2 separate regions of the Sus scrofa genome follow, and region 1 is linked to region 2. The links are chromatin contacts, called in public HiChIP or PLAC-seq maps. All regions are on one chromosome and are shown on one strand. Each heading gives the region's core, a stretch centred on a gene start, on an enhancer-like site or on the middle of the called end of the contact. The rest is flanking DNA. Distances are from core to core; before and after follow the strand shown. Region 1 holds the start of PPP3CB (serine/threonine-protein phosphatase 2B catalytic subunit beta isoform). Region 2 holds the start of P4HA1 (prolyl 4-hydroxylase subunit alpha 1).

The links. HiChIP or PLAC-seq counts read pairs in DNA pulled down with a chosen protein or histone mark.
Region 1: an H3K27ac HiChIP or PLAC-seq map of alveolar macrophages shows a contact between it and region 2. The contact joins the promoter of PPP3CB here to the promoter of P4HA1 in region 2. A contact is called at or near these places in 2 of 47 Hi-C or Micro-C datasets (embryonic fibroblasts and liver) and 1 of 2 datasets of contacts at active chromatin or transcription factors (alveolar macrophages).

Annotation. Positions count from the first base shown.
Region 1 is chr14:76,303,217-76,307,130 of Sscrofa11.1, forward strand. It overlaps PPP3CB (serine/threonine-protein phosphatase 2B catalytic subunit beta isoform), which reads right to left and starts at 2,129. Exons shown (of 23, transcript XM_021072583.1): 1 at 1,915-2,129. The coding sequence starts at 1,999. LOC110256628 (a long non-coding RNA gene) reads left to right here. Exons shown (of 2, transcript XR_002338398.1): 1 at 1-1,927.
Region 2 is chr14:75,916,746-75,920,682 of Sscrofa11.1, forward strand. It overlaps P4HA1 (prolyl 4-hydroxylase subunit alpha 1), which reads right to left and starts at 2,157. Exons shown (of 15, transcript NM_001097435.1): 1 at 2,077-2,157. NUDT13 (nucleoside diphosphate-linked moiety X motif 13) reads left to right here and starts at 1,311. Exons shown (of 12, transcript XM_021074324.1): 1 at 1,311-1,673.

The sequences.
Region 1 (3,914 bases), core at 879-3,378, 390 kb after region 2:
GTCTTGGAGAATATACTACTAAGCACATGAGATCATATATCCATAAGCTTTACTAAACTATGATTTTCTATACCAACAAACTCCTACTTACCTAAGCCAAATGACTTATTTCACACCAATAAACTGCAAATACAAGTGTCTTCATTTACAACTCACCACTAAGGAACATGCTTATGTTTGGAATCTTATTTTCACTGTACAGGGGAAACATTACTACATACATGACAAGAAACAAGAAGATTCACAAGCATAACAATAGCATAAACTCACTGTTCAGGAATGTGACTGGTTGTCCTACCTAAGAGTAGGGTCAAAAGCGTCCAGGGAAATTAATACAGCACAGGTATACAGTCAAAAATGAAGAAGGAGCCCATGTCTCCTAGTCCCACCCCCTAAAAAGTCAGGATTTCAGGACAGGATGAGCACCTGAACCACCAATCTTTCGTCTTTTTTTTTTTTTGGTTGCGGGGCAGGCTGCACCCACCAAATGTAAAAGTTCCTGACCAGGCACTGAGCCCAAGCCACGAAAGTGACAACGCTGGATCCTTAACCCGCTAGGCCAAAAGGGAACTCCTTTTTTCTCTTTTTTAAAAAGATTTCTCAGGACAAGGATTCCATAAACTCTTTATTGAGCTCATTCCAATGCCTGGCCAGAAAAGACATACTACTACTAAGTTTTTCATTTTATCCACATAAGACTAGATACAAACCAGTGTTATTACTAAAGGAAGCTCAAATTGGAGAGAAAAAAAAAATTAAAAAAAACACCAAGGAAAAAGTTTTTCTTGTTTTTAAATATTTTAATGGAAATATGTCTGGTCAGATTTCCAAAACTGGGCTAACAGTGTTTAAACATTGTGCCAGAATATTTGAGAAGCTTAATGAAATAAAACAAATAGAAGTATCTGTTTCAAAAGTAAACGTGATACAATAGAGAAAACTTTATTCTAAAATGATTTTAATTTATTGACCAAGCTACATGGTAAGAAAAATCATTTCAAATTGTTTTTCATCTCCACAGCAGTATTTGAAGTTGATGGGCTTTCCCAGAGAGTATGGAGATCTCAAGCGACTCTCAATTAGCCCTCAATTTCTCTTTTAAATGAATCTGCTGACCTGTGGTCTTTAAACATCCATAAATCTTGCCCCAGCCGATAAATATCTAACTTTTTCTTCTAAGGGGAGTGTGTGGGTGTCTGTCTGCAGGGAAGGGGTAACCCTTTTTGGTTTTTGACCAAAGAATGTTGACGGTTTTCTAAGCAAATGTTTCTTCCTATGCACGAGGCTTTTTCTTTGAAGCTGCCTTTTTTTCCCATCTATCCTGCACGTCAAGCCTGGGGCCCCCACATTCTGGCCCGTCCCTTCACCCTGTCCAATCCCATATAGTTCCCTTAATTTCCGCGCGGGGTGACACCAGAGGGCCGAGCGCGAAGCCTGCGGCTGGCGCTAACTAGGCGCGAAGAGGGCGGACTGCTGTCACTGGGGAGCAGGCGTGGGCCAAAGCCGAGGTGATTTCTGACTGCTCATCGCCCAGCCCCGCGTGGCTGAAGGTCTCCGAACCCCTCGGTCCGGCCCGGCAAGCCAGGCGTGCAGCTGTCGCGGTGCAGGAAGCTAATCGCGGCCTCTGGGCCGCTTTGACAGGCCGAGTTGGAAAAGAAAGGGGTTCACTGCGACTAGTAGCCTCACCCCTTCAGCTAAGAGACCTCGAGAGCGAAACCCCCGCCTCGGCCTCAAGGCAAGCGAGAGACCTCGGAGCCACAGCCCAGCCCAGCAGGGGCCCGCCCAGGGGCCACTCCCCAAGGGAGGCAGCCAGTCACTCGCCCGCCCTTCCGGGCCCGCTCCGGAGGGGACGGTCTCCCGCCCGCCCTCAACAGCTCCTCAGGCCAGGCCCCCAGGGCTTCGTCCACCTCTCACCTTTGACGACGCGGTCAGCCCCGGGAGGGGGCGGCGGGGGCGGGGGTGGGGGCGGTGCAGCCCGGGCCGGCTCCGGGGCGGCCATGCTGGGCCCGGGGCTCGGCTAGGCGCTGGGCCGGGCGGGGTTGGGGGCGGGGGCGGCGGCTACCAGAGCCAAGCGGCGGCGCCGCCGGGGAACATGGCGGACCCTCTTTCCCTACAGAGGGGCTAAGACCGGCATGCACCGCGCGTGCGGGGGCGGGGGCGGAGCAGGCTCTAGGGACTTGGGCAAAATTACTGAGGCTAGGAGAGAAACAGGACGAGGCTAAGGGATCAGGTTAAAATTCTGGGCAGGCAGAAATAAAAGAGAAGGGAGAGGACCTGCTGTCTATAGCTAGTTGCTGGGGTGAATGAGTGCTTGGGATCACCAGCTTTCATGGAGCTTCCAATAATATGGGGAGACGTAATCAAACCTTAGAATCTCTTAGTAATAGAGAAACAAACGTATAACAATTTGGCCACCAGATCTGCGTACTTTGGTTGGTAAGAGACAGGAGAAATAGAGGAAGCTTTGTAGGTTCTACAGCAAAGCAAGCGTTCAAAATGGAGTTTGAGAGAGAATCTGACCCTGTGTTTATAGGCTGGAACTGCCAAGAGTGGGAAGGCATGGAATAAAAATGCAGCCACAGCAGACGAGGCTCCGAGGGTTGAGTCAAAACAGGAGGAAAGGAAGGGATGACACCAGGAGATGTTCAAAGGGTCTACAGAATTCACCGGAAAAGGACAGCTTCCCTCTTGATTCATTTAGAAAATAGAGATTTTTAAGACAGAGGCGTAAATAGGAAATTAGTTCCTCATTAGAAAAACCTCAGAGTATTTCTGTGCATACATACAGAAATGTGGGCTCAGGACTTTCGGAAATTTTATAGAGACAGATATTCATGGAGAAGGGAGTAGTGGGACAGGAACCAACTCTTCAAGCAACAATTATTAGATGAAGAGTGTGCGTATGACTCCAGTAGAGGTACTGAATCATGAACAGAGACCAGCATGTCCAGTAAGATCTATATAATCTTGATGACATAGGATCCAAGCTTTAGCGTGAGAAATTCCTGCCCATCCTCCTGCTCAAGACTGCATGGGCTTATGTTCATAATGTTTAATAATTAGGTAAACAGTTGTCCAGAGATGTCAAAGAGCACCTTTCTACCTCTTCGTTTTATTAGGTCTCAATGATTCTGAGACCTGAGGTAAAAGAGAAGAGAAATGCCCAGTGAGTATTCTTTGCAAAGGGAGCCCACAAGATATTTCTAAGAGGTAGATAAATTTGGGAGTGAGGCAGGGTGAAAATGGATCTTTCTGGTATGAAAGTGCAATAATCCTATAGGGGAAGGGAAGGGGTAGCCATGGGAAGAGATCAAGGAAGGGATAAGAGGCACATCACAAACTTGTAGAAGAAGGGCCCAAGAGTATAAAGATAAGGAGTAAGTTTGTAAGAGGAGTTTGAATCCCCAGAAAATCTACCCAAGGAGGGGAGGAAAAAGTGTGTAATGTGTTGAGTGCCTCTTGGCAGAAAAGGGATAGAAAATACACTGATAGCAGTAATAACAAGGAGTTCCCATTGCGGCACAGCGGAAATAAATCCGACTAGGAACCATGAGGTTGCAGGCTTGATCCCCACCCTCACTCAGAGGGTTAAGGATCCGGTGTTGTCGTGAGCTGTGGTGTAGGTCACAAATGCATCTCAAATCCTGCATTGCTGTGGCTGTGGTATAGGCCAGCAGCTATAGCTCCAATTCGACCCCTAGCCTGGGAACCTCCGTATGCTGCGGGTGTGGCCCTAAAAAGCAAAAAATAATAATTAGTAATAGGGAAAGTCAGTCTATATTAGGTCCCATTGACTCCTACCTTGAATATACACCCTTCAAATATCCTTCAGCTCCTTTTTGGCTCCTCACTGTCAATCACAGATAGATATCTTTGTGTCATGGCTCTCTCTGAGAGCCCCAGGCCACTTCGAA
Region 2 (3,937 bases), core at 907-3,406:
AGTAGAATTTTACACTGTCTAAATTTTTCTGCAGTAATTAAGTGTTGCATATTTTTTTCAATCTGTTTTTTGGCCACGCCCATGATATGTGGAAGTTCCCGGGCCAGGGACTGAACCCATGCCACAGCAGCAACCTTAGCCACTGCAGTGATAACACTGGATTCTTAACCTGCTGCACTGAAAGGGAATGCCTTTCATCTGTTTTTTTCACTACATGTTTCCAAGATACAAAATGGTCAACACCATTATCTGCCTACCAAAGTCCCTGGCTTTCAGTACCTCAAAATACAACTCATTTAAAGACATCAAATAGCATTATTCACCTAAAGACACAAAGCAGTCCTTTCCCTAGTAACTAAGTTCAATCTCAAAGAAGCATTTGGCATCAGCTATCAGCTACCAAGGGACTGAAGGCATAATGTTCCAAAACCAAAACTGACATGACTTTTAAAGGTAAGTGACAAAACCTACACTTCTCACAGAAAGAAAAGGTAAAATGTGAAGTTCACAGTTAAGATTTAGAAATTATATTCACAGGCTAAAAGTCAAAGTTAAACAAAAATCACTGAATGTCTACTCAAATTTTAAATCAAGGCAAAACATACTCAAGGTTATTGACTTTCAGCTAAAATATTTCCTGCCTAAGGTATCCATTTTTTTCATAGATACTTGATGAGAAAAATCCCTTTAAAATGTTTTATATATTAGATTCCAATGTTCCAGCTACAAGGACAGTATATTTCTTATTATTTTAGATAAAGACTAGCCTCATTCATAAGCTACATCTAAATCTAAAAGGGGAAATACTTTCTTCCCAAAACCTGTATCAAAAAAAAAAGAGCCTAAAGTTGATGAAAGAACACTGCTGCCACGTCTTTCCCTTCCCCCACTCAGAAGTGACTATTTCATCCCTTCAGAGTGCATTCCAAGGGAAAGTCCAAGAGCCACAGCTCTTAGAGAAACAAGAAACAGTTAAGTTGAAACTGGCAAGCCTCGTTGGCCTTTTAGATCAATTCCTAAAAGGAAATCTAGGTTCTTCGTCCCTTAAAGCAAACAGTGCAAAATTCCAAGAATCTTCTCCACTCTGTCGGAACGCCAAAGACGTTAGTGTCTAAAAACTGAACTGTATTTAATACATTCGATGACTGAGGAGAAATAGTCTCATACTTATGATACCACTCTTCCTCCCCCTTAAAACATACATCTGGGGGCCATTCGCTTAACTCAAAGTTCTCGCACAAACACAGAATTCGATTTCCTGATGGACTTTTAAAAGCATCAGATTCTGCTGTGAAAGAGCAGAGGGGGGTGGGGAGGGAGAGAAGCTCATGTACCTTTAAAATTTTTATGTGGCAGAAGGAAGGAAGAAGACTAGCTTCCCGGTTGACTGAGAATCTGACAGCCGACTTCCCTACCCAGCCGCCCGAAACTCGCCGCCCGGGGCTACGTCTAACTGCTCGGGCTGCACCGCTGCGCGCAACAGATGAGCCTGAACTTCCCCGGGTATGTCCGCTTCCTAGACCCGACAACTCTTCCGCGGGGTAAAAACGCCCGAGTGCTTCGGCGTGAGCTCTAAGCTTTAAAATCAGTTCTCCACTGCCACATGCTAACCATCTGCTGATTTGGAGGCCGAAAACCGTCGCGTACCCGTCAGCTTTGCAAGCGAGGACCAGGTAAGAGTGGAGCTCGGGAAAATCAACAGGGTTACCCCTCCTCGGGAAGGAATATTCAAGAAAGTACTGGTTCCCGGGGCGGAGACAGAGGCTGCCGCAGCCCCAACAGTCGGGGACGCCAATCTGGGAGGAGGTGGGAAGGGGAGCACCGAGGAGGGCGGAAGGGCCTCTGGGACAACCAGGAGGCGCGGGGCGCTGGACCTGGGGAAGGTACAGAGGAGAAGGTACTGCGGTAGTAAACCAGGGAACCCCTGCCCCCGAGCCATCCCACCAGAGAGGGCAGGGACCAGACCCCCCAGAGCCATCCGAGAAGGGCCGCGGCTGCCCAAGAACTTCAGCCTCAGTAGCCAACGACTACCCAAGGACTTCATCCTCATTCTCCAAGGTCGGAGAAGCGTCTCACCTGAGAAGTGGCAGGGGAGGGCTGCGCGTTCTCCAGTCCTCGACCGCCTTCAGTCAAGCCGGCTCCCTTCTCTAAGCCCGCTGGTGGCTTGACTGGGCAGCAGAGGGAGCCAGTTAGCCCTTTTATAACCTCTAGGCCGCGACGGCAGCGCTAGGGAGGAGGCAACTGCAACCCTCGCTACGTGAGCTCGATCACACCAGCGCCCAGGCGTTTGCGCAGGCGCCCAGCCCAGGCCCTCGCCCCCACCCTTTGCCCACGTCCCACGCCCCAGACTCCCCACCAGCTGGTGAAGTCCGGAGCCGAGGGGAGGGGCCGGCGGGCGGGCGTGTGGTGTAGCGCGCCTGCGCAGGGTCCTCGCCACGCCCTTGTTACCGTGGTTACTCCGGATTTGCCCCACTCCTTTCAACAGGTTGTTTAGCGCCTGGGTTACGCCATCAGCCTCAGGCTGGGACGTCGGAACTCCCAGCAGGGAACTATATTAAATATAAGAATAAGAACATGGGAGTAGAAAATAAGGCAGAAAAGAAGAATCGGGTGGAAAATAACACCGTACCTCATGTCTTGGTATCTCAGCTGTCTTGGTCCTGAGGCTTTTTACTTTACGAACCTCCTTCCTTCACCTACACTCATATGTACCTCGCTCTATCGCTTATCTTTATACTTTATCACTAGATAGTGCACTGCACGCTCTGGAAATTTTCTGGGTTCACTTCCCAGCTCAGTCTCGTAAAACTCTGGGCATTAACTTCTCTGTATCTCAGCTTCCTCTTTTGCAAAATGCGAATGACGTTAGGTAACTCTTAGGATTGTTATGAGAATTAAATAATGTGCGTAAAGCATTTAGCACATGCCTAGCACACAGAAAGGGTTTGGTAAATATTAGATTGTGTTATAGCATGTGAGGAATCCAGTGTTGTGTTTGGTCATAGTCCAACCTTTGTCTTAGTCATTATCGTCCTAAAAGAAAGCTTTAGTATCAGGCAGCAGACAATGAAGGAGAAAGGGAAGAAAGCGAAAGTGTCCGTGAAAGAGAAGACTTGTCTCAGACTTGGTAATCATTAAAAATTGTTTTTTCTAAAGTTTTCCATGAATGCTAAAAAGCATAGCAATAGTTAACATTTAACTCTTATCTAGGAGTTGGGGTTGATTATTACAGATACAGCAATAGTCAAAGAGGGGGTACTTTTCAGAACCCTAGGGAACATAATATAGTGATATAGTGACCCACTAATCAGCAGTTCTTAAAGTGCGGTCTCCAGGTTCACAGGGCAAAATTATTTCATACTGAATCGAAAAACAATGGAATTTTCCAGAGACTACATGTCCTGTGATAGTGCAACAGATTGCATGCAGAAGAATGAGAATCTTCTATTAGGCTAGATACTAAAGAAATTTGCAGAAATGTAAAATGTCATTCTTCTCACCAAATTCTTTTTGCTCTGAAAAATGGTTATTTTTCATTAAAAAATGTTATTTATATTAACATGTAACAGATTTATTATTTATTGTTTTTAAATGAATTAATATTTTGCATGTTTGTTTTACTCCTAATACAGCAAATGTTGATAGATATGATATGATCCACATAAAAGCTTTCTGGAGTCCTCAGTGCTTTTTAGGAGTGTGAAACAATTATGAGAACAAGTGTTTCAGAACCACTAGTCTAAACAAACAGCAGGGAGCACTTTGACACAGGAGGCAAAGATCTCTTCCTCAAATCTTTGTCTCAAGTGAAGCTGTAATCAGTCTATCCACTGCCCCTATATAGAGCAGACTCTGAAAATTGCAATTCACCCTGTAAATTAAATAGCTCCAGACCTTAAGGGAGATTTACTGTGAAGATAAGAAAGCTTAGCTTCAG